Regions from separate parts of the Mus musculus genome. Here regions 2, 3, 4, 5 and 6 are each linked to region 1. The links are chromatin contacts, called in public Hi-C and HiChIP or PLAC-seq maps. All regions are on one chromosome and are shown on one strand. Each heading gives the region's core, a stretch centred on a gene start, on an enhancer-like site or on the middle of the called end of the contact. The rest is flanking DNA. Distances are from core to core; before and after follow the strand shown. Region 1 has its middle 31 kb from the start of Gm22521. Region 2 has its middle 290 kb from the start of Gm41333. Region 3 has its middle 290 kb from the start of Pvt1. Region 4 has its middle 280 kb from the start of Gm41333. Region 5 has its middle 210 kb from the start of Gm41333. Region 6 has its middle 310 kb from the start of Gm41333.

Evidence for each region. A called contact is a pair of places that touch in the nucleus more often than the background predicts. HiChIP or PLAC-seq counts read pairs in DNA pulled down with a chosen protein or histone mark.
Region 2: a contact with region 1 is called in a BATF HiChIP or PLAC-seq map of CD8 T cells, with 56 read pairs. The contact joins two enhancer-like sites. A contact is called at or near these places in 2 of 484 Hi-C or Micro-C datasets (Th1 cells and Th2 cells) and 1 of 115 datasets of contacts at active chromatin or transcription factors (CD8 T cells).
Region 3: a contact with region 1 is called in a BATF HiChIP or PLAC-seq map of CD8 T cells, with 5 read pairs. The contact joins two enhancer-like sites. A contact is called at or near these places in 1 of 15 datasets of contacts at CTCF or cohesin (large pre-B cells) and 2 of 115 datasets of contacts at active chromatin or transcription factors (CD8 T cells and large pre-B cells).
Region 4: a contact with region 1 is called in a BATF HiChIP or PLAC-seq map of CD8 T cells, with 42 read pairs. The contact joins two enhancer-like sites. A contact is called at or near these places in 1 of 484 Hi-C or Micro-C datasets (Th2 cells) and 2 of 115 datasets of contacts at active chromatin or transcription factors (CD8 T cells and large pre-B cells).
Region 5: a Hi-C map of Th1 cells shows a contact between it and region 1, with 4 times the contacts expected there. The contact joins two enhancer-like sites. A contact is called at or near these places in 1 of 484 Hi-C or Micro-C datasets (Th1 cells), 3 of 115 datasets of contacts at active chromatin or transcription factors (Th17 cells, effector CD8 T cells and memory CD8 T cells) and 1 of 9 other capture datasets (embryonic stem cells).
Region 6: a BATF HiChIP or PLAC-seq map of CD8 T cells shows a contact between it and region 1, with 37 read pairs. The contact joins two enhancer-like sites. A contact is called at or near these places in 1 of 484 Hi-C or Micro-C datasets (Th1 cells) and 2 of 115 datasets of contacts at active chromatin or transcription factors (CD8 T cells and large pre-B cells).

The regions. Positions count from the first base shown.
Region 1 is chr15:62,822,506-62,825,400 of GRCm38.p6, reverse strand. No RefSeq gene overlaps it. Among named protein-coding and RNA genes, the nearest start is that of Gm22521, 31 kb to the right of the region's middle. Within about 2 kb of position 1,355, at least 41 of the 459 cell types and tissues checked have an H3K27ac peak or open chromatin away from gene starts, as enhancers often do. A contact at or near this core is called in CD8 T cells, Th1 cells, Th17 cells and 2 more, where this site is marked.
Region 2 is chr15:62,373,197-62,376,028 of GRCm38.p6, reverse strand. No RefSeq gene overlaps it. Among named protein-coding and RNA genes, the nearest start is that of Gm41333, 290 kb to the left of the region's middle. Within about 2 kb of position 1,263, at least 6 of the 459 cell types and tissues checked have an H3K27ac peak or open chromatin away from gene starts, as enhancers often do. A contact at or near this core is called in CD8 T cells, where this site is marked.
Region 3 is chr15:62,324,687-62,327,668 of GRCm38.p6, reverse strand. No RefSeq gene overlaps it. Among named protein-coding and RNA genes, the nearest start is that of Pvt1, 290 kb to the right of the region's middle. Within about 2 kb of position 1,643, at least 32 of the 459 cell types and tissues checked have an H3K27ac peak or open chromatin away from gene starts, as enhancers often do. A contact at or near this core is called in CD8 T cells, where this site is marked.
Region 4 is chr15:62,391,732-62,394,756 of GRCm38.p6, reverse strand. No RefSeq gene overlaps it. Among named protein-coding and RNA genes, the nearest start is that of Gm41333, 280 kb to the left of the region's middle. Within about 2 kb of position 1,701, at least 86 of the 459 cell types and tissues checked have an H3K27ac peak or open chromatin away from gene starts, as enhancers often do. A contact at or near this core is called in CD8 T cells and Th2 cells, where this site is marked.
Region 5 is chr15:62,456,806-62,459,750 of GRCm38.p6, reverse strand. No RefSeq gene overlaps it. Among named protein-coding and RNA genes, the nearest start is that of Gm41333, 210 kb to the left of the region's middle. Within about 2 kb of position 1,565, at least 32 of the 459 cell types and tissues checked have an H3K27ac peak or open chromatin away from gene starts, as enhancers often do. A contact at or near this core is called in Th1 cells, Th17 cells and memory CD8 T cells, where this site is marked.
Region 6 is chr15:62,357,287-62,360,045 of GRCm38.p6, reverse strand. No RefSeq gene overlaps it. Among named protein-coding and RNA genes, the nearest start is that of Gm41333, 310 kb to the left of the region's middle. Within about 2 kb of position 1,320, at least 11 of the 459 cell types and tissues checked have an H3K27ac peak or open chromatin away from gene starts, as enhancers often do. A contact at or near this core is called in CD8 T cells, where this site is marked.

The DNA of each region.
Region 1 (2,895 bases), core at 106-2,605:
GAAAGGAAGTCTCTGTAGTCATTTGTTGTTCAGCTCTGAATTATCCAAAGCACTTGAATGTGGTACTTTGCCGAACTCTAGTGAGACTACGTGCAAATGAGGTTTCAAACGTTTCCAAAAAAATAAAATTAGATCACAATTGGTAACAATTTCCATCACCTAGAGAGCTAGGCAGTGGAAGAATAGGCCATCGTTTTGTACATGCGCATGTGGTAGCTTTCTGGGAAGAACATAAGAATCATCCTTTATAACCCACATAAAACACTTGTCTCCGTTTCTGTTCTTTCATTCTGCCCTGTTTCCTACCTTCATGACTCAGACCTTTTCCTGCTCCAAATGTATTGTACAGAGATGAACTTGACTAATAAACAACACATATTACAGGACAGTGCATGAAAAGAGATTGAGACAACATGTTATGGAAATTATTATCCTGAGAAGCCATAAAAATCCACACGCATCCATCCTGTGATAACTATGTGCTAAGTCACTGGGGAAGTATACTGTGTTTTCTTTATGAAACTGAACCGCTTTGAAGCCAAGGAAATAACTTCACCACATCTAACTCATAAGCAATTCTTTTGCCATACAATACATTTGGCCTGAATTAGCCTCCTAGGGCTGCTAGTCAACAAATGGTTTAAAAATAGACAGGCTTTGTCTCACAGTTAGATGTGTTCAGTGTCTAAGGTGTAGGTGTCAGCAATGTTAGATGTTCTGAGGACTGTGCAGCAACTTTGGCTCCACTTTTCTCCCTGAAATTCCTCTGGTTTTACTGATTATATATATGTATGTGTATATGTACATATACATATATACACATGCATTCATATACATATACATGTATATATTTAAAATTCCTTTGCCTGTGGATGCCACCTTCTTACAGGTTGAAAGTATTTAGAAGTTAGGAGAGAATAGAAAAACTCATCTTATTCAAAAACATTGTGTGGTGATCATATCCTCTTTTGACTCTATTTTTTTTTTCATGAAACTAAAATACAGCCTCACTGGCTCAGAGTGAAAGTGGAGTGTGGTAAGGATGTTTCTGTAAGCAGCCATGTATAAAGACAGAGAATTTTAAAGAGAGAAGGAAATAAGGAGGAAGTGTAAGAGATAATTGATTCAAAGAAAGGAAAATACTTAGCACTGGTGAGAAGGTAGTAGGAAGGTGGGTAGTTGTTTACCACATGCTTCTTTGAGTTACATGTGGCTGTAATACATGACAGAAATACAATTCAGAAAATGCTATTTCCTAGAAATGCACTTGGCCTTTCCTCTGCAGGGGTGTGAGAGAGAGCACCAGATGTTAGGGTTTGTCTACCCTAGTGTTCATGCATTGGTCTTCACCACTGTCCCTGGAAAGGAAATTATGGTAGATGAGGTAATCAAAGAGGAAGTGGAGTTGTATTTGGTCTGTGACACTCTCGAATGCCCATTGTTATTCTGTGACCTGATCTCAGAAACCTATCTGTGAACCTGTTGACCAAAGCAAGAGGGCTTAAGATGTCCACTATGCCCCATTTAGAGGCACATTACCAGCCAATATGCCCTCTTCAAGTAGGGACACATTGACATTAACTTTTAAAATGTATCTCCTCTGTTATTCTAGTCTTGATGCTAAAGATGTCCACTTTTTATTTTTTAACGACAGTTCCATGGTGGAGGATTCCAGAGTGTCATGATTTTGTTTCTCTATAACCGTCTTCATCTATGCATTCATTTGTCTGACATTCTCTGAATATGTGTGTGATAATTTTAATTACTACTGATAAAGCTATTTGATATGAATTATCTTGCAATCAGACATATAGAGTTGTAAATTATCTAGGGAAAATGTTTTTTACTATTATAAATTTAAAGAATTTAGACAGCAGTTTGTGTAGAAATTATTTATTCAATAAAAATCTTTATATTGTGTTAATGGGACTAGAAAATAACAATAAGATATTACACATGTGCTAGATGCTTATAATACTCTCAACATACATTGAAGAGTGTACAAGTGAAATATCCCATTTGGCTTGTTAGAAGTCCTACTGAAGAGACATAAATTAGGACAAGATGTGATGGATAAGCAAGCAAGAGGTAGTGTGAAGGGGAGATGCTGATAAAACTCATTACCCAGCAGTATAAAGGAGAAAAAAGACTCAGATTAATGAGAGGACACAGGAAGAAGAAAAGGGCATGAGACACAGCTGGCATATTAGAAAGAAATAGAATTATAAAACTAACCCAAATCCATAGCATAGCTGGTTTATATTCTGAAAATAAAAGGACACAGTGTATAAGAGAGTCACAGTCAGAAATGTAGCTAAAAGATCAGATTCGCTAAGAGAACAGGAGGGAGGAGAAGGAGAGCAGATGGGTGAAAACTAGTTAGAATACTTTGGAGATTCCATGGTATTTTGAAACAAAATTATGACCACAAAGTTCTAACTATGTAACCAGATTTAGAGGGAATGTTATGCTGATATTTTACTAATAATTGGATATACCCTTGAGGATGAAGGAGATGCCCAATATGATTGATGGATAGTTGGAAATGCTATCTAGTGAGATAATGACCAGAGAAATATATAGCTGATAACTGGGAGGGGTGTTTGGGTACATTGGCTTGGAGTTATCTATGAAACACTCAGACATCTATGCTATACCAGTGATTGGATATCTAGGTAGGGATCTCGATCTTAATAGAAGAGACTTAATTTTGCAATGTGAGTCTGAAATTCATAGTCTCTGAGGTGTTAATGAATCATCTATCACATAAAATAAGTAGAAGCCTTCAACCAAGAGGGTTCAAGGTCCCTGAGGAAACCTGAGTTCTAAAGGTCTAGATGTCAAATAGGATGATTGGGACAGGCTGTGTCCAAAGTCATAGAAAAGGGAAGTTAT
Region 2 (2,832 bases), core at 14-2,513, 450 kb after region 1:
GGGCCCTGCAGATACGTTGTGAAAGCAGAATTAAGACCCAGGTGGCTGTACACTCTCTTAGCTTTTTGCACACCCTAGGGTGTTGGCTAGCACTGAGCTGTTGTACAACTGTGGGTTTTGCAAACTTGAGCTCAAAAGTTCCTTTCCCAAACCTGCTTCCTCCACATACTCCACCCTGTAACCTCACTCATCTGTGAAAATTTGGGGTCTCAGGGTATGAAGTAAAACTGAAAGTTCTAAAACAACGCTGGAGATCTCTGTTATCATGTCCTCCCCCAATGCCCCTATCAAGTCTGTTACCCTGCTTTGAACATACCTGTAATTCAGAGATGAAGTAAAAGAGCACTGGGCATACAGTCTAGATTATTGCTTTTGATTCTTGATCTATAGCTTTTGTGCATTTGACTGGTAATCCCTTTAACCCCCCCCCCCCCAAATGCCTCAGATGTCCAATCCCTGAAATAAAAACTCAACTAAAAGATGCCTGAGGGCTTCAAACTCATGGTGTGACTCCAGGAGCATCTGGCCCTGTGTGCTAAAAGATGACGAAAGGAACCAGCTACAGTCATACCAGTGTAAGACAGCCAAAACATCGCTAAGAGATTCCCAAATGATGCTGTAGACAAGTGCCTAGAAATACTGAAGTCCCTTAGCTCTTTTGTCAAAGGAGAAGAGGAATCTACACAGAAATACCTTACATTCTCATTTGTACCAAATAAGTTCACACATAGAAAGAACTCCCCAGAGAATCTTCTCAAGGTCATTCCTGGCCTGGGTGGCTTTTTATTTCCTGATAGCTTTTTGCAAGTGAAGTACACTATCTCGGTAATAAATCTTGTTTATACCTCCTGAGCACCATGGATTTGCTGTTCATTCTTTTGGAAATCAATGATGACTTAGAGATGATGTAACATTTAATCTGATGCAAAGTAACTAAATAGGAGTCATTGTTTTTTCTAAGCAACTCTCTATCAACTCTCATTTTTCCTGAATAAGCCTTAAGGCTTCTCAGAGATAAACAGTGACTTTTCTCCACTAAAATATTTACTTTCTGAAAGGAAAAAAAAAGCAACTTGCCTGGTCCTCCCGGTATGCTTTCTAAGAACCACAAATGTTTGGTCCCACAAAGGCACAGACCATATTAGCTTACACTTAGGACAGGAGCTTTGATGATAGCAGAACTTCTGAGTCACACTTAAGTCTTTGGGCAGATGTGCAACAATCTCATCTCTGGTTTTCAGTGGTCGGTATACCAGTTTCTCGTTTCCTACAACTGACATCACCATGGCTTTCTTTGTAGCTTAGACCAAAATCTCAACACAGTGTGTCAGTAACTACTTGAGAAACAGAATAGAAGTGACAAAATGAAATAGAAAAGCCCAAGAAGCTATGATATACATGGATAGTCCTTTGTAGGACAAATAAGGGAGAAAGAGAGGGAAAGCAGTTAGAAACCTCTAGTTCCTGGACTTACATGAAAGTAAGATAAAATAGGGTTGGCAAGATGACTCTGTGAGTAAAGGCTGAGCCTTTGTTCCCTGACCCTTCATGATAGGAACAGAAAAATGAGTCTTAGAAATTGCCCTCTGACATCTATTCATAAGCATGCTGGGGCATAAACACACACACTTCCTTTATATATATATAGTTAAATAGTTAAATAGTTAAATAGTTAAATAAATAAATAAATAAATAAATAAATAAATAAATAAATAAATAAATAAGCAAGCTTGGGAAAACCTCCTTGCCACCTGGACTGAAGTTGTTTGCATGCATTTGTCTCATATCAGTAACACTTCAGTCTCTTGTCCAGCCCTATCTCCCAAGCTCTAGAGTATGACAGCCAGCTCACTACTAGTTATCTACTTGGATACCCAATCCACCCCTCAAACTTCACATATCCAAAACTGTCCTCTTCCTCCTCCCTATCAAACCTGTACCCCTCGCAGCCTCCACACCACATAGGATAGCAATCTGGCTTTGCTGTGCAAAGGCCACACTACGATTCTAGTATGGTTCCCTCCTTCCATCATAGCCCACATCCTATTTGTCAGGTAAGTCCATTGTGTGTTCTCTCTCATCAGCCCTACCATCACCATTCCAACCTAACTATCCCCTCCTGTCACCCATATGACAGGAAAACTCCACTCATTTCCCCATCTTCTCTTCACCCTACTATAATCTGCCCTAGGCTTAGCAGCCTAACACATCATCTTAAAGTATATCTTATGCTAACCCTGCATTCAACAATATTACATTTATTTATTCTTTGCAAACATCAATGTTTCTTAATACAATGACTCAAAAGACCCTATGTGAACCCATCTCCATTATGTCTCTTACCTCATCATTTCACTGAAATCTCATCAGGTTATCACCGTAGGGCCCACATTCAATGTATCCACTGTTGTTTGTAAATGATCATCTCACCGTTGAGTGCCATGCTAAACAACATTTGAAGTCTCACATATGCATAATGCTCTGTAGTTTGCAAGTTACTTCTGGACATATTTTATTTAAGACTCGCAACAGTGTTGCAAGTTCTTGTTGAGAATTATTTTCCATATTTTAGGGATAATAAATCTGAACTCAGAAATGTTTTAAAATGTGTCCACATAAGTACTACTTGATAGTATCTTCTAGTGTAAATCTATTGGTGCCCGAAGAAGAAAGAAGAAGCAAATGAAGATTAATTCATTCTGTATTATTCTATAGTTTAAAGATCAAATGTTTCCCCCACCAGCAAACATTCGTGTATTTAAGATAGGTTTTCCAGGCTGGAGAGATGGCTCAGCAGTTAAGAGCACCAACTGCTCTTCCAGAGGTCCTGAG
Region 3 (2,982 bases), core at 394-2,893, 500 kb after region 1:
GTCACTGCCCACCCTGCCCCCACCACCACTTTCAAAGTCAGAAGAGAAACTCTCCTCACACACTGCTGACTGCTCAGGCCAGCTGTCAAAGACGATGTCCACTCTTTCACACAGGACAGCAATTAGCCAAAATCATCCCAAATTGCTGCCACTGAAAATCTCTAATTGCCCATCGGGGTTTGTGGTTTTGTCTACAAAGAGAGTCATACAGAAGGGGCAACTAAAGGGCTGTGCAATGAGGGTTTCTAGGCAAGCTTAAGCATGCGTCTTCCGAAGCAGAGGGTCAAGCTCAGGAAGACGAAAGACATAGAATGTAAAGGTGACCTTTATAGTCTCAAACTCTGGAGGAAGTAGAGAAGCATGAGGTCAGAAGACAGGCTCATAATCCCACTGACATTGGCAGATCCCAGCACAGTGTTGGTTGTAGACTATGTGACATAGTCACTATATTTAAGGAAGAATCAAAATGTGGCGTCAACAGAAGAAGTGTCACTTCTGGAGTTCACTCATACCCATCATATATGACCTTGGGTAAGTCAAGGCTTCCTCCTGGGACGATCTTGTCCTTCTTCTTAGATTTTCCATGTTGGGTTCCTCCCGTGTGAAATGCCTCTCCAGCATTTCCTAGGAAACTGTTATCCCCACTATTCTGCTTTGCTCCTGGTGATGGGATCACCAAAGAAACTCAGAGGAGGATGGTAGTATTCCAGCTTTCACTTCTAGGCCAGTGAACCAGTCAAGGCAGCAGGAACTTCTAAGCAGCTAGTCAAGGGCAGGAAGGGAATGAATACATGTATGATTGGTCAACTCAACTTCTCCGCTGCTAAACAGGCCTGGAACTAAAGCCAAGAAACGGTGCCATCTGCATGATTAGGCCCTAGGTTAATGTTGAGAGTCCTTCTTGATCACTCTCCACCTTATCTTTTGAGACAGAGTCTCTCAGTTGAGCCCATATCTGCCCTATGTGTGCTTACATGGATGTACTAAAATCTGTTCACCCAACTGTAGTATCTTGAAGCTCAGAAAACAAAGTTCAGGCTGCAGGGAAAGTTCAGGCTTGTAAACTGCTTGCCACGTGAATTCAAAGAGCTGAGTTCAAATCCCCAGAACCCAAGTAAAAAGCTGAGTGTTTGAACGTGTATATGTAATCTCAGTGCTACTATGACAAGATAGGCAATGGAAATCCAAGAAAGTCAAGACTCTCATGGGCCAGTGAGGCTGCCATACTTAGCCCAAAGGGAAATTAAGTAAGATGTTACAAGGTTGTCCTCCGACTTCTACATGTGCATTACAGCAAGTGTGCAATAGACACACCCATGCCTCATACAAAGAAAGATGGAAAGAAGGAGAAGGGAGGAAGTGGGGAATGAGGAAGAGGGAGGGGGAGGAGAAGAAAATGAAACTCAAAGAATGTATTAAGCCACAAGTGAAAAAGCAAAGATGAGACCCCAGATCTACCAGATCTGCCAGCTCTTATATCTGTTCTCTGCTTTCTGTCCTCACATCACCATCCCCTGTCTTCTAGCTTCCCCTAGGATCCCAGGATGATGGTATTCTCCCTGGACTAGCCTTTCTGCTTACCCACTATCTCATTAGCACCAGCACCTCTATCCAGATGAGGAGCAAGAGACAAATGCTAAGTCCATGCCTGAGCCTCTACAGTGTTAAATAGATGTGACTGGTAGCTCCTCACTACCATATCATGAAGCTTATTCTTGTACTTCCTCATAATCAATGGTATGATTTGAATGTTCTTCCACCTGCTATCTCAATAATTAGTTCACTCAAAAAAAAAAAAGAGCTAACAAATATAAAACAAAAAACAACTAGAGGATAGAAGACACGTGCTAGTATGAAAATTCTGGGGTTTTAGTGAAACTGTGCCCAGAATGAGTCAGCAGGGAGATGTAGATGACAGGAGAGACTCTGTGTCAGCCATCATCAATGAACTAGTGCACCAAGAATGGTAAAAGCTATTGGAGGTCCAGAGAAATATCTTTGACTCTCTGCCTCTTCACTTACAGAGTGCAGACAATGATAGAGAAGATGTATACAGACTGCTCAGAGGAGTACCATGCATACAGCTAGCATCCCCAACACAAAGCCAGTCATCACTCTCCCAAGAAGATAAAGGAGCAAACACCATCATGGTTCTTGTGTTACAAATAATGAAACTCAGGTGTCAAAAGACAGACACAAGCCAGACCAGTTTGATTCTGAAGTCCATTTCCATAACCACTAAGTTATACTTCCTCCCCTTATAGAGAATTTAGAACAAGAAAAGCCCCCATATTCTCATGACCCCAAGATAAACACTTTTACCCTTCTTCACACTTTCAGATTTTCTTCCATATATAAATGAAGACTGTGACATTCCGATCTGCCCCCTGCTCTTTACATCTGTCATTCTTCCCTTGTTCTCTGTTTGGGATTCAGTTCCACAGCCATCCTGATATCATTTGCTCATGTGAACATGGTGTGATCTAAAGGTTGGACATATTACATTTCCCACAGTTGTAACTGGCAACACACCGAACATCCTTATTCTTGAATCTTTGGCCTCAGCTATGGTTGGTTAAGGAAATGAAGGGTTGCCACTGATCCTAAGCTCTCATCTGGTGGAGACTGAGACTTTAGTCTTTGTGCTTGAAAAAAGTGCAGAGATCGCATGTCATCCTGCCTGGAGAAATAAGAGGCCAGAACCTGGAATGTAGTTGTATTGGTATGCTCACATGATAACTGCCATGGAATGGGGGCTAGATTGTCTCTAAAGGTCTTATTTTAGAGTAGCAGTTCACAACCTGTGGGCTAAGACTTCTTTGTGGCCACATATCAGATATCCTGAAAATCAGATATTTATCTTATAATTTGTATTAGTTTCAAAATTGCAGTTATGAAGTAGTAATGAAATAATTTTATGATTGAGGGTCACCACAACCTGAGGAACTGTATTAAAGGGTTTCTTCATTAGAAAGGTGGAGA
Region 4 (3,025 bases), core at 452-2,951, 430 kb after region 1:
TTCTGCGTATTCCTTAAATTAGACCCTAGGCTCCAATGCCCAGCCACTAAATAAATAAATAAATAAATAAATAAATAAATAAATAAATAAATAAATATTAAAAATAAAAGTCTTACAAAGAGCCTGAGCACCTGGAAACAGATGTAATCCAGAAGGTTGGACCAAGTTTCACATGCCTCAGTTTCTTCTTCTTTAATATGCATATGTGCATGCCCCCTGCATATTGTTATGCTTTGACAACTCATACGACAGAGCCCTCAACAGTAGCAAAGGTTGAATAAAGGTTGGTGTCTCACCCATCATCACAGTTTGTTCAGTAAGAGTGTTAGAACTTCAGGCCAGCTGTGCCTTTCCACCTTGTTTCAAGACCAACTTCTGAACTCATGGGGTGGGGGGTGTAAGATAAATGAGGGTAGTGTATTTTTTAGATTTGGATAAGGAAATAATTTGGCAAAGGTCAGCTAGCTAAGAGCAAAAACTATGAACTATCTGGCCCACTGACCAGATTTTTGTCAATAAAACATTTTTAAGTAAACATGTTTTTTACAGCTTGAACTAATTTTATTTGCAAAAATGAACAAGTGGATAAAAGTCTTCATTTGCCCTATTGCTATAAAGTTTCACTAAAACACAGTTATACTCATTGATTTGCAAAAGGCTTTTGTACAAAGGCAGAGTACAATACCTAGGGCACAGAACATATGACCACAGCTAAAGTATATACCTACTCTCTGCCTCTGAGGATAAACTTTGCCAGCACTTGGTTTAAGATGCACATTGATTTATACATACATATGTTTGTACATACATACTTACATACATACACACAAATGCACACATATATTTGCATATATACATATAAGCATATGTATATGTATACAACTCAATAGAAAATGGACTCATGCACCTTCCTCCATGGATCTCCAAGGTGACAAAGCATCAATTGCATGATCACTTGAAGGAAGGTGACCCATATGCTACACACTTGCAACAGCGGGGAATCCAGCTAAGTTCTTCTCACCCTCCTTTTTAACTGGTGATTGTTGGCAAGTTTCACAAAACCAGAACATGGTTATCAAGTGGCAAGAATTGGGAAATTTAATTGGTTTCCCAATGATTAATAGTTGTTAGATGGTTAACCCTGTGGAACCGAAATGACTCACCAGCATCCTTGACTTACTGCTCTTGGTTTCATTAGCCTCGTTCCCCCCTTGCTGTGGTCCCCCTAGGAGGCCTTTGCTGAGCTCCTAGTATGTGTCTGGGGAAGCCACCAACTCCTGATGGCCCTAAAGGCCTCTTTCCTTTTTCTCATTTCTTTTTCTGTGGTGTCAGAGATAGAACACGGGGCCTCTCAAATGCTAGGCACACACTCTACTCTGAGCTCAGTCTTTGAGTTCTCTTTAGACAGGAGGTTACTATGTAGCCCAGATAAGCATAAAAGTTGTAGACCAAGCTAGACTTGGGCTTGAAATATCCTAATTGCCATGTAAGTGATACTGGGGTGCTTCTCTCTGTCTCTGTCTGTCTCTTTCTGTGTGTCTCTATCTCTCTGTCTTTCTGTCTCTCTGTCTGTTTGTGAATGAGTGTGTGTGTTTGTGTGTGTCTCAGCAGCTGAATAAAACACTCCTAGTTCCTGCTATGCTTCACACTCCGGGGTTCAACATTGAAGCTACTGATTGTGGTGATAACAGCAAGGAGGTACTAAAAGGACTGCCTCAGAACAATGCTCTTCATTCAGCTGGGTGGTTCACAGTCTGAATGTGAAGAAACTGGGCTCTCTGCATATTTCAAGAAGAAAGGACCTTAATACAGGAAACTAAAAGCACAACTGTTGTATAGGCTCATAATGACAAGGGACTCTGAAATGGCAGGAACTCAGGAAGCAGTGTGGACACAGATAAACCTCAACATGGGCAAAAAGAAGCAAATGGCAACATCCCATACCTCCTGCATGTGCTCCACTACAGCTACTAAGAATAGAGGCCATTGTTTCTTCACGACTTTCTAGTGAAAGTTGAGGAAATCTGGCCCAGAGGCAGAGTTCTCACATACAGGCAAGAACATAGGCAGAAGGAAGGAAGGGGTGTTGTTGGTTGGTACTCCAACATACTGAGAAATCTGAGAAGACTTCCCAAAGAATGTGGTGCAGAAGGCACAGTTTTGAAAACTTGAGGTCAGCCAAGCCTTGACTTGGTCAGTGATTCATCAGAGGAGTTTCCCTTTCTAGACTGCAGGATCCCAAAGTACGGAAGTGCACCCTTCCCGAGAAGAACTGCTCTTATGCAACTAAATGAAGAGGGAGCCATAAATAGCTTGGTTTGTTTCCTTCCTGGGGAAAGAGATGTAGAAGTTAGTTATTAAAGGAAAAATCAATAACCATCGTCATTGAAACTGTAAGTATAGAAGGGGCTTCTCTCCCAATATACTGTACAGGTAGTTGGGAATTGTGTTAAGAAAAGATTGTTCAAGGTAGGAAAGCCTGTTAATTACAATGACAGCAGAGCACTGAATAGAGATGAGATCCCTAGGTCCTCTCTGGATATAAGCACCACCTCCCTTTTCGGTCCCAGTTTCTTTCTTTCCAGAAATACATCAGGAACAAACTCTCCAGAGAACCATTCCATTGACAGCTTACCTAGCACACAGGCCTCCGAGTTTAGATAGATTTAGCTCATTGTTCTTTGAAAACAAGGACCTAGCAGTGACAAGTACCTCCCACATCTCTTGCTAAGAGCTCTGGACAGCCCTGCCTTTGAATTCTGCAAGAGTCTTTGAGCTAAGTCTTTTACCCACATCTTCCTCATGAGGAAGCATGAACTAGGAAGGGTAGACTCGAACATCTGCTGCTGCATACCAAAGCTCAAGCCCAGAGGTGAGGAATAATTGAAGAAAGGAAAGTCCCTTATTGTATCTCTATTATAAGGTAACTGAATTCTAGTGGGTGTTTCTCAGTCACCTTACAGAATCATGAGGAACATTGAGTTGCTCTGTGGCTGTTTTTCCTACCTTTTATACCATGACCAAA
Region 5 (2,945 bases), core at 316-2,815, 370 kb after region 1:
TCATGTGTGCCATAGAATGAATACACACACACACAAACACACACATATACAGCAAGTCAGCTAATCTAGCCTGAAACAGCTTGTTGTGGGTTCATTGATCGATGTCCTATATCTGAGTTTGCTAATAGAAAGAACACCCTCTATACTGGCTGGTTTTGTGTCAACTTGACACAAGCTCGAGTTATCACAGAGAAAGGAGCTTCAGGCGAGAAATACCTCCATGAGATCCAGCTGTAAGGCATTTTCTCAATTAGTGATCAAGTGGGGAGGGCCCCTTGTGGGTGGTGCCATCCCCGGGCTGGTAGTCCTGGGCTCTATAAGAAAACAAGCTGAGCAAGCCAGGAGAAGCAAGCCAGTAAGTAACATCCCTCCATGGCCTCTGCATCAGCTCCTGCTTCCTGACCTGCTTGTGTTCCAGTCCTGACTTCCCTGGTAATGAACAGCAATGTGGAAGTGTAAGCTGAATAAACCCTTTCCTCCCCAACTTGCTTCTTGGTCATGATGTTTGTGCAGGAATAGAAACCCGACTAAGACACCCTCCTTGACATTACCTGACCACAAAGTTTATGTTTCCAGGCTATGATGTCTTTCAGCCATCACCACCAGCTACTTTATTGTCTGGCTTTCCATGGGCTTTACTCTTCTATTTTCATTCATTACAGTCTCCTTCTCCCTCCAGAATTTGTATCTTTTCCTGGTCCCAAAGTGTTAGAGAATTTCAAAGCCTTGGCCTCGTGTGGTCATACTAGAATCTACTACCTTTCCTGTGTCACAGAGTAGAACCAATTTGGTATGAGGAACAGAGGTTATAGTGATGCCAAGAATGGGGGACATTACATATAGAATGACATGGATATATGAGGATTTATGGCTAGAAATAAAGAGTGTCAGTTCTTACATTTATAGTCACATTTTATTATAACATCACCTCTCCTGCCACAGAGATAATAACTAAACAAGAGGTGGAGGTAAAATTTAGAGTACCAGTTACAGAGCAGACCAACAAAGCAAAGCTGGTAGCACTGGACATGGAAGACACATAAGTCCCTAAAGGTACACTATCAGAAATGCAATAAGTTATTTCAACACATTTATTCATTTCACACACACACACACACACGCACGCACGCACACACACACACATACACACATACACACAACTACTACAGTGTTTTTGGGAATTCTGCCAAATCATGAAGGGAAAATGTGGGCTAATCACCCCAGCCTTCACATGGATGTTGGACTAAAAAGAAAGAAAGGGTGGTTGAGCATTTCAAAGAACCAATCCATGCCCTATGTTTGAGGTGTGGTAGGGAGGAAGCTTAACTCAGCAGAGGGCACAAGGGAGGCAACTGGCTCTCCAAGTGTGCTTCTGACAAGTGATGGGGCACCACCAGGCCCTTGCTAGGAAGGCACATGCTCAGAGCTCACTAAGAATTCTAGAGTAGTAAGTTCTGGAGGGGTGAGGCTGGAAGGGGGTGTGTGGGGGTGGAGTAGAGGTTGTAGTTCAGAAATCTGGGTTCACAAGTCTCTCGGTGGAGGAAGAGGTGCTTGCACAGCTGCAGCTTGGAAACCACCATTGATACTCAAGAAGTGAGTAGTGAATTTCCCCAGCTGGAGCTGGTTTAGAACGGTTTAAGACTAGAGGAAGTGACCTCTGCACCCAATCTTCAAAGGAGAGTTCTACAAAAATGACAAGAGACACAGGCAGGAACATTCCAGGAATTCCAGGTGTTTGTGTACTTGAATCACAACACAATGCCTCCAAACCTCCCATTTTCTCACTGGATGTAGAATTAAATCCAAGGAAATTATGTAGGGACATAGGTATCAGGGGTATTAACTGCTTCTCCATTTTCTTCCCCACCTCCCTGTCTTTTGACAGTACTGGGAGCTGAACCCAGTACTGAGAAGGGAACTAGGAGCTAACCTGTATGCTGGGCAAGCACTGCCACTGAGCTACAGTCTTGCTTATTTGCTCTTTTTTTTTCTTTTCAAGCAATTTTAATGCCCTTCAGCTAACTCCTTGAATGAACCAGAGGTTCATATGCCTAAGGATTATCCCTTGGTTTAGAAAGAGGGAGGTATGGGAAAATGATTAATGGAGCATGGTGCTCTCAATAGAACGAGGCGGGTGCGACACCATGCCACACTTTGAGTAACAAAATGCCACCAAATATGTACACATTGAATCCCATAGACAGACACAATAAATGTGCAACAGCAGGTTGATTCTCAGGGGCAGAATTCAGGGGTTGAGGATAGGACTGGGATAGAGACCTTTTACTCATAGTAGTTTACTTTTGTACAATGTGCATTGCATTCATAATGCAAAGAAACAGACACAGGATCCTCACAGCACATGAAAAGATAGCAAGCCTCCCTCCTCACAGGTTCAACCTCCTGGAGGTACTATCAGGATGGGGGAGGAGACAGGGGGAGGAGACAGGGGGAGGTGCATGCCTCTGTCATTACCATTTTTGGTACTTTTTTTTTCTAACAGGATGTGTTGTGTGGGTCAAAGCCCAGAGCCAGAAGTGAGAAAAGCTGCTCTTTAGAGTACAGCCCCGAGTTCCTGGAATTTAGAAATTGGTCACTGAAGAGCAATAGCAAGAGGAAGGTCAAGTTTAGGTACAAATGGAGGTGGGCCCTTAGGAAGCACTGTGGTGGTAAGGGGACTCACTGTGACCCCATTCATTAAAAGAACAATTGGTGGTTTCAGACACCTGAGCAAGAGGAGAAGGAAAGCTAGACAGAAGAAATACTGGCCCACATCTCCGTCCAAAAAAGGTAAAAATATATAGTTACAAAGAAAGCAGCTTCTATGAAAAGTCCTCTCTCAGCAGCTTTGAGCAACCTCAGTAAAGACTTTCTCCCCATTTCTTTTCTGCTTCAACTTCCCCAAGGCCTGGGACAAAAAGAACCCTATACTTACTAGGTTTTAA
Region 6 (2,759 bases), core at 71-2,570, 470 kb after region 1:
CACTTTGCTGATTGCAGAAAGCACACTGCCAGCTTCTTATTCAAGTTTGGCTACATCGCCAGGCTTCTGCCCACCCAATTTGTAGCAGGAGAGATTTTTTTCTTTGTTTTTTTTTTCCACATCTACGTGCAATTTGGCATCTGTGATTCTGCAGGATACTTACTCTCCATCTGTTCCCGAGTTCCCCACTTTCATTTTTCAGTGCTCCCTTGCTTCCGCATGCCTCTCCTCAGTTCTCTCTCAAATCCAGCATCATTCCATCTTGTTACCTTTCTACCGAAAAATCTGGCAACCAAACTCACCCACACTTACTTTTTCAACAATTTCTGAATCTTCAACTCTTTCTTACTTTCAAGATCCAAGTGTCACTAGGCAGTCTTTAGGAGCTCGATCCAGTTCTCCCTTCTCTGGGCTCTCTGTGGAGCCCTCTTTTTGTTGGCATCCTTCTTGGAGCTTCTTACCTAGAGAGTTCAGAGTTCAGGCATAGTTTTTCTCTTCATTGAAAAAAATCCATTGTTGGATTTTCAACTAGTACTAAATAGAAGATGCTCAACACTCTGTAGAATCAACTGGACTTGCCAACCCCTGCTATAGTACTCACTCTTCAAAATAATTGATGAGTCTGGAGCTAGGAAAAAATTTCGAGGTCTGGTTGCTACAAAGCTTCTTTAAATTGTCTCTTTTGTCATAATTTGTCTTCACATGAATTAAGCTGATCTTGGATGGAAAACATCAATTCTAGGAGAACAGCATAGCTCAGACACAGAACTTATGAACAAGAGACTTGACTTCCAAAACCTGTAATGACTTAAATCCACAGTGAGAAAAGAGATAATAACTGGAATATAAGAAGCCTCAGAGGCTGGAGAAAGTGTGCCCTGTGAAACGACTGGGCTGATGTTTAGACCTCCCAGGGATGCTAGGCAGGGCAGTCAAAGGTTAATTTCCAAAGATGAATATGGATTGTCTTATGAACATGGCCTGGAAGCAGTAAGAGAGACAAACATGTCTGTTGAGATTCATTGGCTACACAATGGCTTTTGAGTTACAGTGGGGTTTAAGAAATAGAAACAGATTTTTTTTTTAACAAGCAAACACTTTTTTCCCAATTTTTAAAAAAAAAAAATCTGTGAAAAGGAAATGAGCTTACTACATTCAGAATTCTTAAAAGTAATGAGCCAACAGACATATGTAATAGATGCTTCCCTTGGGCCATGGGAAGGGCATGGCTTCAAATTAAGAATTGTTTCTTGGTACTCATGTTTATTCATTTCATTCATACAGTGGTTTACACCTCTTTTTTTTTTTTTTTTTTTTTTGCCTCAAAGCACCGAATCTTCCCCCTGAAAGGTTAACAAGGTTGAGTAGTTTGGGGGAGGATGGTGCCGTGTCTCATCGGCTTCATTTTTCATGCTCAGATGCCTGAGGGTAAAGTTTGATTCATTCCTGCATAGGATTCGGCGTAGAACCCAAGATAACAACTAGTACTCTCTGAATAAGGCACTCTCTTCCTCTCAGTTCCTCTTTCCATCTATCTTTCTACCTTGTCATCCTGAGAGCTCTGAAAATAGCCCACACCCAAGAAACTCATCAGTACAGAGAATTCTGAGGGAAGCAAGGGACTTGGTGTCGGTACTCTGCCTCACTACAATGCTCAACAATTCACAGCTGTATACCCACGAGGCAAAAAGCCTTTTCTGGAATCTGGTAGGAATTTTTCGACTCACACTTCAGCCTCCATTTTCTTTTTATTAGGTATTTTCCTCATTTACATTTTCAATGCTATCCCAAAGGTCCCCCATACCCACCCCCCCAATCCCCTACCCACCCACTCCCCCTTTTTGGCCCTGCCGTTCCCCTGTACTGGGGCATATAAAGTTTGCAAGTCCAATGGGCCTCTCTTTGCAGGGATCCATCCCATAATCAGCTTCCAAATGCTGACACCATTGCATACACTAGCAAGATTTCGCTGAAAGGACCCAGTTATAGCTCTCTCTTGTGAGACTATGCCGGGGCCTAGCAAACACAGAAGTGGAGGATCACAGTCCTGTGGATGGGTCACACGGCCCCTAATGGAGGAGCTAGAAAAATTACCCAAGGAGCTAAAGGGATCTGCAACCCTATAGGTGTAACAACAATATGAACTAACCAGTACCCGGGAGCTCTTGTCTTTAGCTGCATATGTATCAAAAGATGGCCTAGTCAGCCATCACTGCAAACAGCCTCCATTTTCTAAGCCACATCTTGGGTTGATGGTCTGTTTGAAACTTCAAATGTCTCCATAGGCTCATGTGGTTGAGCCCTTGCTCTCCAACAGGTGATGATGCTTAAGAAGATTGTGGAACCTTTAGAAGGTAGGCCCATGCTAGAACTGGGTTACTGAATGCCTGTCTTAAGGCTTTCTAGCCCAGCCCCATTTCCTGTACCCTCTGCTCCTTGATTAGGCTGTTGGTGTGACTAGCAGCCTTCGTCTGCAACCATCGTGCCTTCCCCGCCCTGATGGACTGGGCCCCCTTCACAGTTTAATCTGAAATAAGCTCTTCCTCCCTTGAATTTTTCATGTCATATATTTTGTTATGATAAGGAGAATGGTTACTAATACCATGGATAATGTTGATATATTTATATACATTACTGTCAGGACTGGCAGCCATGGTTCATGAACTAAATCTAGCATTCAATTTGAATTTATATGGCTAGAGATCTAAGCATGGTTTTTATGTATTTCCAAATGACTGGAAAAAAATCACAATAATATT